2 separate regions of the Rattus norvegicus genome follow, and region 2 is linked to region 1. The links are chromatin contacts, called in public Hi-C maps. All regions are on one chromosome and are shown on one strand. The core of a region is the stretch at or near the end of the contact, and the rest is flanking DNA. Distances in the headings are between cores, read along the strand shown. Region 1 has its middle 330 kb from the start of Rgma. Region 2 holds the start of Rgma (repulsive guidance molecule BMP co-receptor a).

The links. Hi-C and Micro-C count contacts between places; a contact is called where the count stands out from the background.
Region 2: a Hi-C map of mammary epithelial cells shows a contact between it and region 1, with 1.7 times the contacts expected there. The contact joins the promoter of Rgma here to the enhancer-like site in region 1. A contact is called at or near these places in 4 of 12 Hi-C or Micro-C datasets (the A7r5 cell line, frontal cortex, mammary epithelial cells and 1 more).

The regions. Positions count from the first base shown.
Region 1 is chr1:136,206,764-136,211,903 of GRCr8, reverse strand. No RefSeq gene overlaps it. Among named protein-coding and RNA genes, the nearest start is that of Rgma, 330 kb to the left of the region's middle. Within about 2 kb of position 2,718, at least 12 of the 93 cell types and tissues checked have an H3K27ac peak or open chromatin away from gene starts, as enhancers often do.
Region 2 is chr1:136,535,986-136,541,125 of GRCr8, reverse strand. It overlaps Rgma (repulsive guidance molecule BMP co-receptor a), which reads right to left and starts at 2,344. Exons shown (of 4, transcript NM_001107524.1): 1 at 1,979-2,344. The coding sequence starts at 1,992.

The DNA.
Region 1 (5,140 bases), core at 1,469-3,968:
TATGGCCTCAGGTGCATCAACATAGCCCTTTGTGGCAGCACAGGAGAGATATCAGCACGACTTTAGGCAGCAGCAGACTATGGATATCCACATGGCCCTTTGTGGTAAGTCTCTCTACCGACATCAACATGGCCCCTGGCTGCTGGAGCCAATGGCACATTCACATGAACCTTGGGCTTCAACACTACATGGGCAGTGGACCACAGCATGGGTCCAGGGGCAGCATGGATCATAGAGATTCAGAAAATCCACTGCTTTTCATCTTGGACCACCCAGTCACTGCTTAGAACTAGGGTGATTGTACAGCTGGGCAGCATATTTGGGGTCTGAATCTGTGTGAGCTCCAGGCTTCTGCAAATCACCGTCTGCCTTATTCTGCAACAGCCGTCCCTCACACCTGTCACTGCCCATGGTGTTTCTGTTCCCTGTCTCTCCACTGCGTCTTCATCGCTCAGTTCCTCTATCTCTTCTATCTTTCCATTACTTACTTCTTTGTCACAGTACTACTGGAAACTGCAGCATGTCATATATATACATACATACATATATATTTTTTTTCTCAAACAAATTTACATGCAAATATTCATTGCAACAAACTGTTGGTCTGGTTCAAGGCTTCTGGTTTCTGAAGCACCATAAACTCTTGACCATCATTAAGCCTAGTCTCACATACACTGCGTTGCTGAGGGTCAGGGAGATGCTGTTGCTAGGCAGAGTGTCTGGGGATAAACAGATTTTAAATAAATGACTACAAATTCGAGCGATAGGAAGTACTTTCACTTAGGAAGAGATCGTGTGACTGGTTTACATCGCCACTAGGTCATTCTACTAGGACATGGTCTCTTTGGAGGACCAAGCATTATAAAACAATAAAGGTCAGCTGAGCCATAGAGATCCCATGTTAGATCGGATACATCTGGAGTGCATTCTACATAGAAGTCAGGGAACGTAAAAGCTCAAATACAAATCAAGATGTCTAATGATCAGAAAACCGGTCTTCAGACATATAGCAAGCAGCAGGCAGAAGGGGAATTGGGTTAAAATACTCAGGACGAGGCATGAGGAGGAAGAGCTGTATGCTTGGAAATGTGTAATTCTGAATGAGGGCAGTGTATAATTAATTCTGTATAAGGATAATGCTTTAGACACAGTTCAAAGCAACACTGGTTCCTGCTCCTTCTACTCCTGTATATCACACTTCCTCACTCCTTAACTTTATTCTACGAACCAGGCAAAGACCTTTGACACAGAGAGGCAATCTAGACCTGTTGAGAGTGTTGGCAGGGGACTAACGATGCATCCACCTTGTCCTTCAGTCATGATAGACTTTAAGGTATAGCAGGCCCCAGACAGACAGACCCTAAAGGAAACCACTTGGCTAAGTAACTTGACCCTGGAAAATTCCCTTCTTTTTCTAGACTATAAGCTGAGGAGATTTGAGTTGTGAGAAAAAGCACGGCAAAAACTGGAATCCCAATACCCAGGAAGTTGGCTGTTTTCCCCACACCTCTCTTCTCACCTCCACATTCTAGCTTTTCACTTCTCCCCAAGCCAATAGCATTCATCGTGGCAGTAATTTTGACTCAGGGTGGTGCCGGGGTTAGTGTAGGGCTTGACCCCAACCCACAAGAGTAGGATTTGACTGATGGTGCAGACTTTTCTGCCCTGGGAGCCATCACACGTCTTCCAGCCAAGCCTCTTGTGCGCTTCAAAGGAAGACACAATAAATTGTGCTGGGGCTCCCAACCCCAGCTGCCAAGGACAGAGTCGCAAACGGCAGGCCTTGTGCTTTTAGAAGAATCTGAGTCTCCGGGGTAAGGTTTCCTGTAAGTGTGGGTGTTCAGATGGCTTGTTTTGGTGATGTTTTTGATACATGCAACTGCTTCCAGAGGCTCAGAAATGAAAGGGCTGTGCCAGAAAATCTTCACACACGAGTAAATAATAGCACAAACGAATCCCGAGGCCCAGCAGTCATTCTTCACGCTCGCATTCTCCAACGCCCTTTCCCCAGTCTCCAGTTCCAAACTTGTCGAAGTTTCAGCAGAGGCGCTAGGCACAAAAAAATGTTCCAAAGTCGGCTTGGCTGAGGGCGGCCCGCCCATGCAAGGACAGGGAATTCCAAGATAAACAGGCCGCCTTATCGCTCCAGACTTTGTTGGCACGGAGCCCTCATTTCCAGCCCCAGAACATATTTTGTGTGGATAATGGACAAGCAGTTACTGCGTAAACACACGAGGAGCTTGCAGGTGTTGTGTTCCTCAGCGTTTGCCAACCAGATGTTCTTCTGTGGGACTTGCCTTTTGGCCCCCTCTGTGCCTGGAGCTGAACTGAAATATTACTCTTTTTCTCCCTGTCTGTGAAATAAAGCGATGTTCTCATGGGAGATGCCCCAAAATAAGAATAAGTGCTGGTTTTCACTTGCAAATGATTCATGTGTTTGTGTGTCTTTCCTTTTCTAGTCTCTCTCTCTCTCTCTCTCTCTCTCTCTCTCTCTCTCTCTCTCTCCATTCCTCCTCCCTTCATTTTTTTTTTCTTTTATAACATTTAGGGCAAGATGTTCCTATTAAATTAAGCATGTAAATCTTACCGTTTGCGAAGGAACCCCTCTAGTCTCCTTGGAAAATTCCAGCTGTGACTTTCATTCTCATGTTCTCATGCTCTGGATTGACTTGAGATTCAGTAGGTGTCTCACACAATGTTTTAAGACAAGGTCAAAGGGTGAGTGCATCCGAGCCATGTTTGGTCAGCAAGTTTTCTCTCTTTGTGGCTAAGCCTGTGTGTGATACATCAGGGGTCAGTCAGAAGAAGACTGTGTGCTTTAGAGAGCCTGGAAGTTTAAAGGAGCCAGAGTCACGAGTGGACTTGGGTTAGAAACTGAAATGTCATCAGAAACTATAGTGAAGTTCTCCTTCATGTGTCATTAACCTAGAAAGGTTCGATCTGGCTTTCATGGAGGGAGTCTTGGCCTGAGCTTTGGCTCAGAGCAGAGGCTCGTGCAAACTGGTTCAATGAAACCTCAGAAGTCCCACAGGTAACGTGGAGTGGGTCTCACTCCTCCACCCTACCTTTTACACTAAGTGGGTCTTGGGCATTTGTGCCTCAGCGCCTGGGCCTTCAGGTTCATTTGTCAATATGCTCAGTGCAAGGCAGCTAAGGCTGCTCTGACTGCTTCTCAGGTCTTCCTCGACTGACTACAAAAGGAGACAGCCTCCAAGCCCCCAAGAGGTTAAAGGTCGATCATGGAAAGTACAAAAAGTGGGGGCGGGGTTGGGCTGCAGAAGAGATCAAGCTTTATACTTAAGAATGCAGTGCTTGGCAACTCGCTCGAGGGTTAAGAACCTATTTGATATTTTATCTGATCCTTTTGTGATTATAAATGGCCGTGGTTTCTAAAACAGGTCAGCTTCCTTTATTAAATACCAACAGCAAATATAGGAGGCAGGGAAATTAACCTCTCTTTGCTACTGAGTTCTGTGGGTCTTAATGAGTTCATTTAAGTTACCTAGTCGTTTGCCAATCAGTAGCAAAGACAATCCAACTTGAAAACCCTTAAGACCAAGTCCGAAGCAGTTCCTAGAAGCTCAAGGGTTCAACGGACTAGGAGCCACTGTTGATGTTTTATGGGTGAGATCACCAAACATGGATTAATTAAATAGCTTCTACCCTCTTTTAACAGTATTTTGACGTGGAATGGGTCAAATTTTGTGAAATCTGTCATTTTGCATTCAAGACACCGGTAGGTCATTAGACACTGGAGTTGCACTGGAATTTCCCACCTATTGATGCTGGTGTCTCTCCCTGCCTAGCGATACCCTTTGGAAGAAACTGATTTGTTATCCTTCCCAAAGCGAGTTGTATGAAGATGCTTCAAGGTTGACTCTAGACTGGAGTGGAAGAGGATGACCTGGAATTAGGAAGGACACCTACGATCCCTCTGTGTTCATCAGGGCTCAGGTATCAGTTACAGTAACACTCTAGTGGGAAGATGTCGTGCATGTCGGAGAAAGTGCAGAGGCAGCTCCCCTGGCCATTCCATTGTTTAGGCCTGGGCTCCTGCTCCCAGGGTGCCCTACAGTATGCATCTGTACATGTGATTTGTTCTCTCCACTTTCTCAAAAGTCATACACAGCTGCTTTTGTTACAGTTAGACTTCAAGGGTATCACAGCATCAGACATTGAGCTCGCTTTCATTTTCATATTTCGTGAGGCTGGTGAATATATTCATGAAGCGATGAGAAGCGAACCACAGGTAAGGTATAATGGTTTCTCATTTTCCAAGCAAAGTGACATGGCCCTTTGTTGTGCACTGGCTTGCAGTTGTGTGATTTATTTACATTTTTTTTTCTAGGCCTGGTCTGATAAAAGCACTCCCATTGTTCAGTGAATGGAGTCTGGACTCCTTGGCATAGTTGCCAAGGTTTTTCTGTGGGTGCCTTGCTTTGTAGGTGTTCAGTTGTCTGCACCAAGCACACCGGTCTCACACGCACGCAAGACGACTCCTCCCTGGGTCCCCCTGTACCCCTGGTCCTCTGCAGAACATCACTTCATGTCAGATAGAGAGACCCTTTGATTTTCTTTGTTCTGGAAGCTACAATTCCTATTTGATAGACCAGATAAAATTGTTAATATCCCCTTAAAAGTTAAATCCCTTTCCCCTACTCACCCCTGGAAATTTTTATAGCATTTTGATTCTATAAGAATTATTGTGGTGGCCTCATTTAATTGAAATCATCGAAAGCACTTACATGGTGGTTTTTAAGGTCAAAGACTGGATTCTAAACATTGTGGAGTTCTCAGAATCTAGGAAAATACTTAGTACAGATCAAATGTTTAAATACTCATTGGATCGGCAACTCAGAGAGAAATGGAAGTGGGTTGATTATCACACATTGTTTTATTTTTGGAAAAATGTGAGATGGTTTATGAACAGTTCAAAATCAGTAGTAGATATGGCTAGTAGATCCAAGTATGCTCTACCAGATGGCTGCCTGCCTGGCTCAATACCGAACACCCATTAGAGACTCAGTAAAGTTTTGTTCGAATTATATACGTGCTTGAACAAAGACTCTCATCATCTCTGCCAAAGATGTGGGCGGATCCTGAACTCAGTTAGCTTTGGTAGCCACCTTCAATTACATGC
Region 2 (5,140 bases), core at 1,095-3,594, 330 kb before region 1:
CCTAGAAAGCGCAAGGCCCTGGGTTCGGTCCCCAGCTCTGAAAAAAAGAAAAAAAAAAAAAAAAAGAGGAGGTTGGGAATTGGGGATGTGGCTCAGCTGGTAAAGTGCTTGCCTAGCACGCACAAAGCCTTGGGTTCGATTCCCAACAATGCATCTATTAGATGAGATAGAACCAGAAGGTCAAGGTCATTTTTGGTTACATAAAAAGTCAGTAGCAGCCCGGGATACATAAGACTTACAGGAAGAGGAAAGAAAAAGGAAGCTGGAACCCTGCTTACTACCACCGCAGCCCAGGAGCCTCTCAGGGAATTCGCTTTAGCACAGGCAGAAAGCCACAATGCTCTCCAAGGAGCCAGAGTGCCCTTCACACAGACAGAACTCATTCCCTGCTAGCCTCAGCGGGCCTGGAAGGTGGCAGCACAATCCAGCCATAAAAAATGTGCATCGCGCCTGGATGTGTAGGTGCCCCACCCAGAGCCTTTGTCCATCTGCACGCCATCCTGGCAGTCATTCAGTCCAGAGAAGTAGGCTTGCTTGAACAGCAGAAATTCTCCCCCTTGTGTGTGAAAAAAAAAAAAAGGAGGAGGCCGTTTGGGGGTACACTGTTCCCTTCCAGTGCAGATGGCACTGCGTCCCCCCCCCCCCCAGTTTTTCAGCTACCCTTAAGAGTACACTTGAGCACCCAGTCTCTTTTCTAAGAGTCAGGGCTCAACATTAACCTCACAAATCATCTATGTAGTTACAGATGAACTAGAGAGTAGTAAAGTGACCATACAGGCTTGCCCGATCCCTGAACCAGATGCGGGCGTAGGGGGTGGCGGACGACAAAGGCAAGTGACAGTTTTGCTAGGAGAACCCAAAACTACACAAAGAGGGGAATGGAAGTCCTGGAGGTGAGGTCTTGACTCTAATACAATTCGCCATTCGGTCCCTGGAGCTAAGCCCCAGGCATCGAGGCTCTACAGGATGGTAAGGAGCACTTGAGAACTAGTCTTTCTGGAGACGGGTTGGCTAGTTCCCATCTCTGCATCTCAGGCGAACTTTGAGGACGCCCAACTTTTCGGCTTGCGAGGAAGGTACAGATCACCATTTCCGCTAGATGGCGATATTTCCCCGAATCCATCCGCCTCAAGACACCCAATTTATAAAATAAATACAATCCAACGCCTTCCGAAACCACACCACATAATAACAGCACACAGGCTCCCATTAAAATCTCAGTCTCGGGAAATTGACTCTCCCCCCGAGAAAATCTAATGCAACTATACTTTAATAAGATGCAATCGAGAGTTGCATCCAAGCGTCTTTCATATTTGCACCGGCCCCCCAATACACCTGTCCCTCTTCCCTAGTTATACTCAGGGATGAGCCATGGCTCAAGTCAGGCGCTGAGTCCTCGCGGTGCCTTGCCTTCCTCTTAGGAACGTCGGACCTTTTGGGACTCTCACCCCTTAGCACCCACCCCAAGTCTGGCACACCGGACGCTCCTAGACAAGGGTCACTCACACTGTACAATGTCGACACCCCGCAACCCCCGGCAGGTGCGTTCATTTCTAGCCTCTGCAATCCTGGCCTGGATGAAGCGAGCGAATCGGGCTTCAGGGTGGGTGAGAGGGATGACCAGATGTGTCAAGAGCTCTGTGGGTCGAGGGGGCTCTCGCCCTAGGAGGAGGTGGCCGCGCAGGAGAGAGCTCCAGGCCGGTACACAGCGGGTGGGACAGGCACCGAGTCTGTCCAGCCACGCGCAACGCCTGCTGCCCGCAGGGCAGCATTTTAGGGGGAAAAAAAAAAGAAAAAAAACCACCAAACCACAAAACTTTCCTGCTGCCAAGAGCGAAGGCGATTCATCTGAGGCAAAGACCTAAGTGTGTGAGATGAGACACCGGGTTGAGGAGTCACTGATCATGAGGTGGCTGAGCGCAAGTGTCCGCAGCGCCTTGGGGACCTCAGGACCCCGTGCCCCTCGGTCCACGCTTACCTTGGCGGCTGCATGAGCCCCTCCAGCCCGCGGGGGGTTGGCACTGGCGGGGCTGCGCGCGAAGACCAGGTGTAGGGCGGTCGCTCGTGGGGCCCTGGGTGAGGTGGGAGGGGCACGGCTGGAGCTGATCCCCTCAGCTCCGCGGACTCAGTAGCGGCCCGGGGCACTCCGCCTGCTCCCCGGCTGCATGCCTGCGAGCGCCTGGAGGAGCGGGCCTCAGGAGCGGCCCGCTGGCCAGTGCTTCCCGGGCGCAGGGCTCGGGCGGCGCAGCTTGTACTTCCGAGAAGCCTGCAGAGTAGGGCGGCCCGGGCTAACCTGCTGCCTCGCCCGGCCTGTCGCCGCCACCGCCACCGCTGAGCGCGGCGTCGCGAGGTTCGTTTGCGCGCGGCAGGGAGGGGGCGGGCCCGGCGCCCCGGGAGCGGGCGGGGGGCGAGCGCGGGCGGGGCGGAGGGAGGGGCGGGAGAGGTGGGGTCTGGGTTCCAAAGGCTCCGCCCCGTCGCGGTCCCACCCTTGCTGATCCGCGCTAGTGGGTGTGTGAGGACCTGGGGGTGTGCCTGCCAAAAAGCGCACACTTCCCCGCGGGCTCACGATCCCAAGGTGGGAGCAGCAAGTGCAGCGACCCTCCCTCCCGCTAACGTATTCAACTTTCCTAACCCTGGGCAAGATGGCTTGGAATCCACGTTTTCAACCTGGGGGCCTACGGTGGTTAGAGGTTTCTAATCGTGGATAAATATTGACATCTGCCGAGACCCACCTTTTTTCTATAAGGATTTTACTCTTGTTTAAGAATCTTATTGGAAAAAATAAATAATATGTATATTGCATGTAGAGTGCGCGAATACACTCGACTAAAATTACAGGCAGAGTCTGGAGTAAAAAGACTGTCTCGCACGCCCTCCCATTGCGGTCCAGCTTCAGAGGTAACCTCCGGTCACAGCGTCTCCCTCCCACCCCCACCTCGCACACACCCGCCCCGCCCCCTCCTCGCATAGATTGCCAGAGGAAACTCCCCGGCTTCTCAAAAGGATTCTTCATGCAACTCACACACACAGTGGAGAGCACAGCCAGCCGCTAGCGGCTCATCTCTGGGTCTCACCCCAACGCCACGTATAGGTCTGAAACTCTAGCTGGGGTGTGAAGTCAGCCGGGACACGCAGCTCACACTCAAATTAGCACTGAACATTTTAGCTGCCAGGATATTTTATACAGGGTTATGACCTGATCGTCTCTTAATCTGAACCAAGCGCTGGAATTTTGATAGGATGAGAACTCTGTTTAATGAAAAGGTATCGTCAGTATTAAGACCCTCATCGTTATTTATGATCTTAAGGGATGCGGTTTTGAACTCAATGTTCTGCATTTTACTGGCCAAATGAATTCGGATAATCTATAACTGAGCTATAAATAAGCTCCGTGTGTTTTTAGCAGGAAGGGATTGGGCGTTGGCCCCTTTCTATAATTAGCCCCGACCTTGGACAAATCTTTTAGGTCTTTTGAGCCTCAGTTTCCTTGTCTATAAATAAGGAAGTGTGTGTGTGTGTGTGTGTGTGTGTGTGTGTGTGTGTGTGTGTGTGAGAGAGAGAGAGAGAGAGAGAGAGAGAGAGAGAGTGAGTTTGCATTTCCTTTTCATATATTCCATCATCCTATGCCTGGGGACACTCCCCCAACCCAATCCCCAATCCTCAAATCCCAGGGGTTGTTTTTCTCAGCTCTGACATCAATGTGTAATTACACCTTTATCTGTGGCCTTCTCATCATACTTAAGTGATCAGGAACCACTCCTTGGGCTCATCGTGCCATCCTCAGCATCCAGGAGAGCCTGGTGTAGAACAGAGGCAGAATAATTGTTATCACTTGGGTCATCCCCGCACCCCTTGTACCCCTTGTTTTTAAAATGCTCTTTGGACGGGCCCAACATTTCACAATATAGACCTAATTTTCAAAAGTCACTGTTAGAAAGTAGTCAATAGGTTTTTCTCTTTTGGGGGTACAAACAACCCACTTCCTAGACCAAGAGGGTTTAATCTCAGTTCAAGCTTGGGTCAGTGGAGAAAGCCAGCCAGAGTTATTTACCTTGGTGAGTGTGGCCAGTGAAGACAAGGAATATTAATGCCACTCATTCCATACACGATTGCCACAGAATTCTCTGCACAGGCAGCTTAAATACGCCCATAAGCACCGACTTTAAATAAGGCCATGCACGGGTGTGTTGAGTGTGTCAATAAGAACTGTGCATGGCTTCAAGAACAACCTAGAAACATTCCTAATCTAAACCTCCAGGGAACTTTTCTTTTTCTTTTAACCCTGAATTCCTTAGGAACAGGAAATAGGCTAATTTGGGTTTTTGTTTGTTTGAATACAGAGGTAGCAAACTTGGACTTGGAAGTCACAGGTATATTTGTAGTAGATTTTCCTCCTCCCCCTCCTCCCCTTCCTCCTCCCTCTCCTCTTCCCCCTCCTCCCTTTTGGTTTATCTGTGTAACCAACGCTGCCCTGGATTTTGCTCTAGGCAGCAGGCTAGCCTCGAACGCAGAGATTTGCATACCTCTCTGCCTTCCGAGTGCTAGGATTAAAGGCGTGCGCCACCACACCGGACCCCAGTTTCTCATCTGATACACAGAACAGCAGAGGGAGGGTTAAAAATGTGGCTTCATAGAAAGACAGCTGAGGCTTCTACCCCTTCCAGACCACTCTTTCCTTCCTTTTGTGAGAAGAAAGGTTTGTTCCCAGCGGAGAGGCCGGTCGCCAGCTTGCCCTCGCTGCAGCGGTTAGGTGAGAGAAGAGTCAACGGCTGGCGAGAAGTGTCCCGCGTTGGCGCAACCGGGAGGCGGTTCTCCTCCGAGCACCACGCCAGCGGGCGGGAAAGCTGGCAAAGATCCCGGGGTGTGGAGCAATTTGCTGTTTCTGTCTGTTGCAAATGAGTGGTGGCACCTGCTGGGGGAGAAGGCAACCTCAGGAAGTGAATTCAAGATGAGTAAAGGAAAGATTCCTTCTTGCCTGATTGACAAAACAGGCACATGGCAGGGCCATCTCTTCCGGCTCGGAGTACCCTACTTCGCTATCTTTTTTGATAAATTCGAGTTCAGAGTTGTAGAAATGTAGGTCGGGACTCTGTACCGAGTCAGAACCCTCCCAAAACCCAGCTAAGAGAGCCACTCTGGT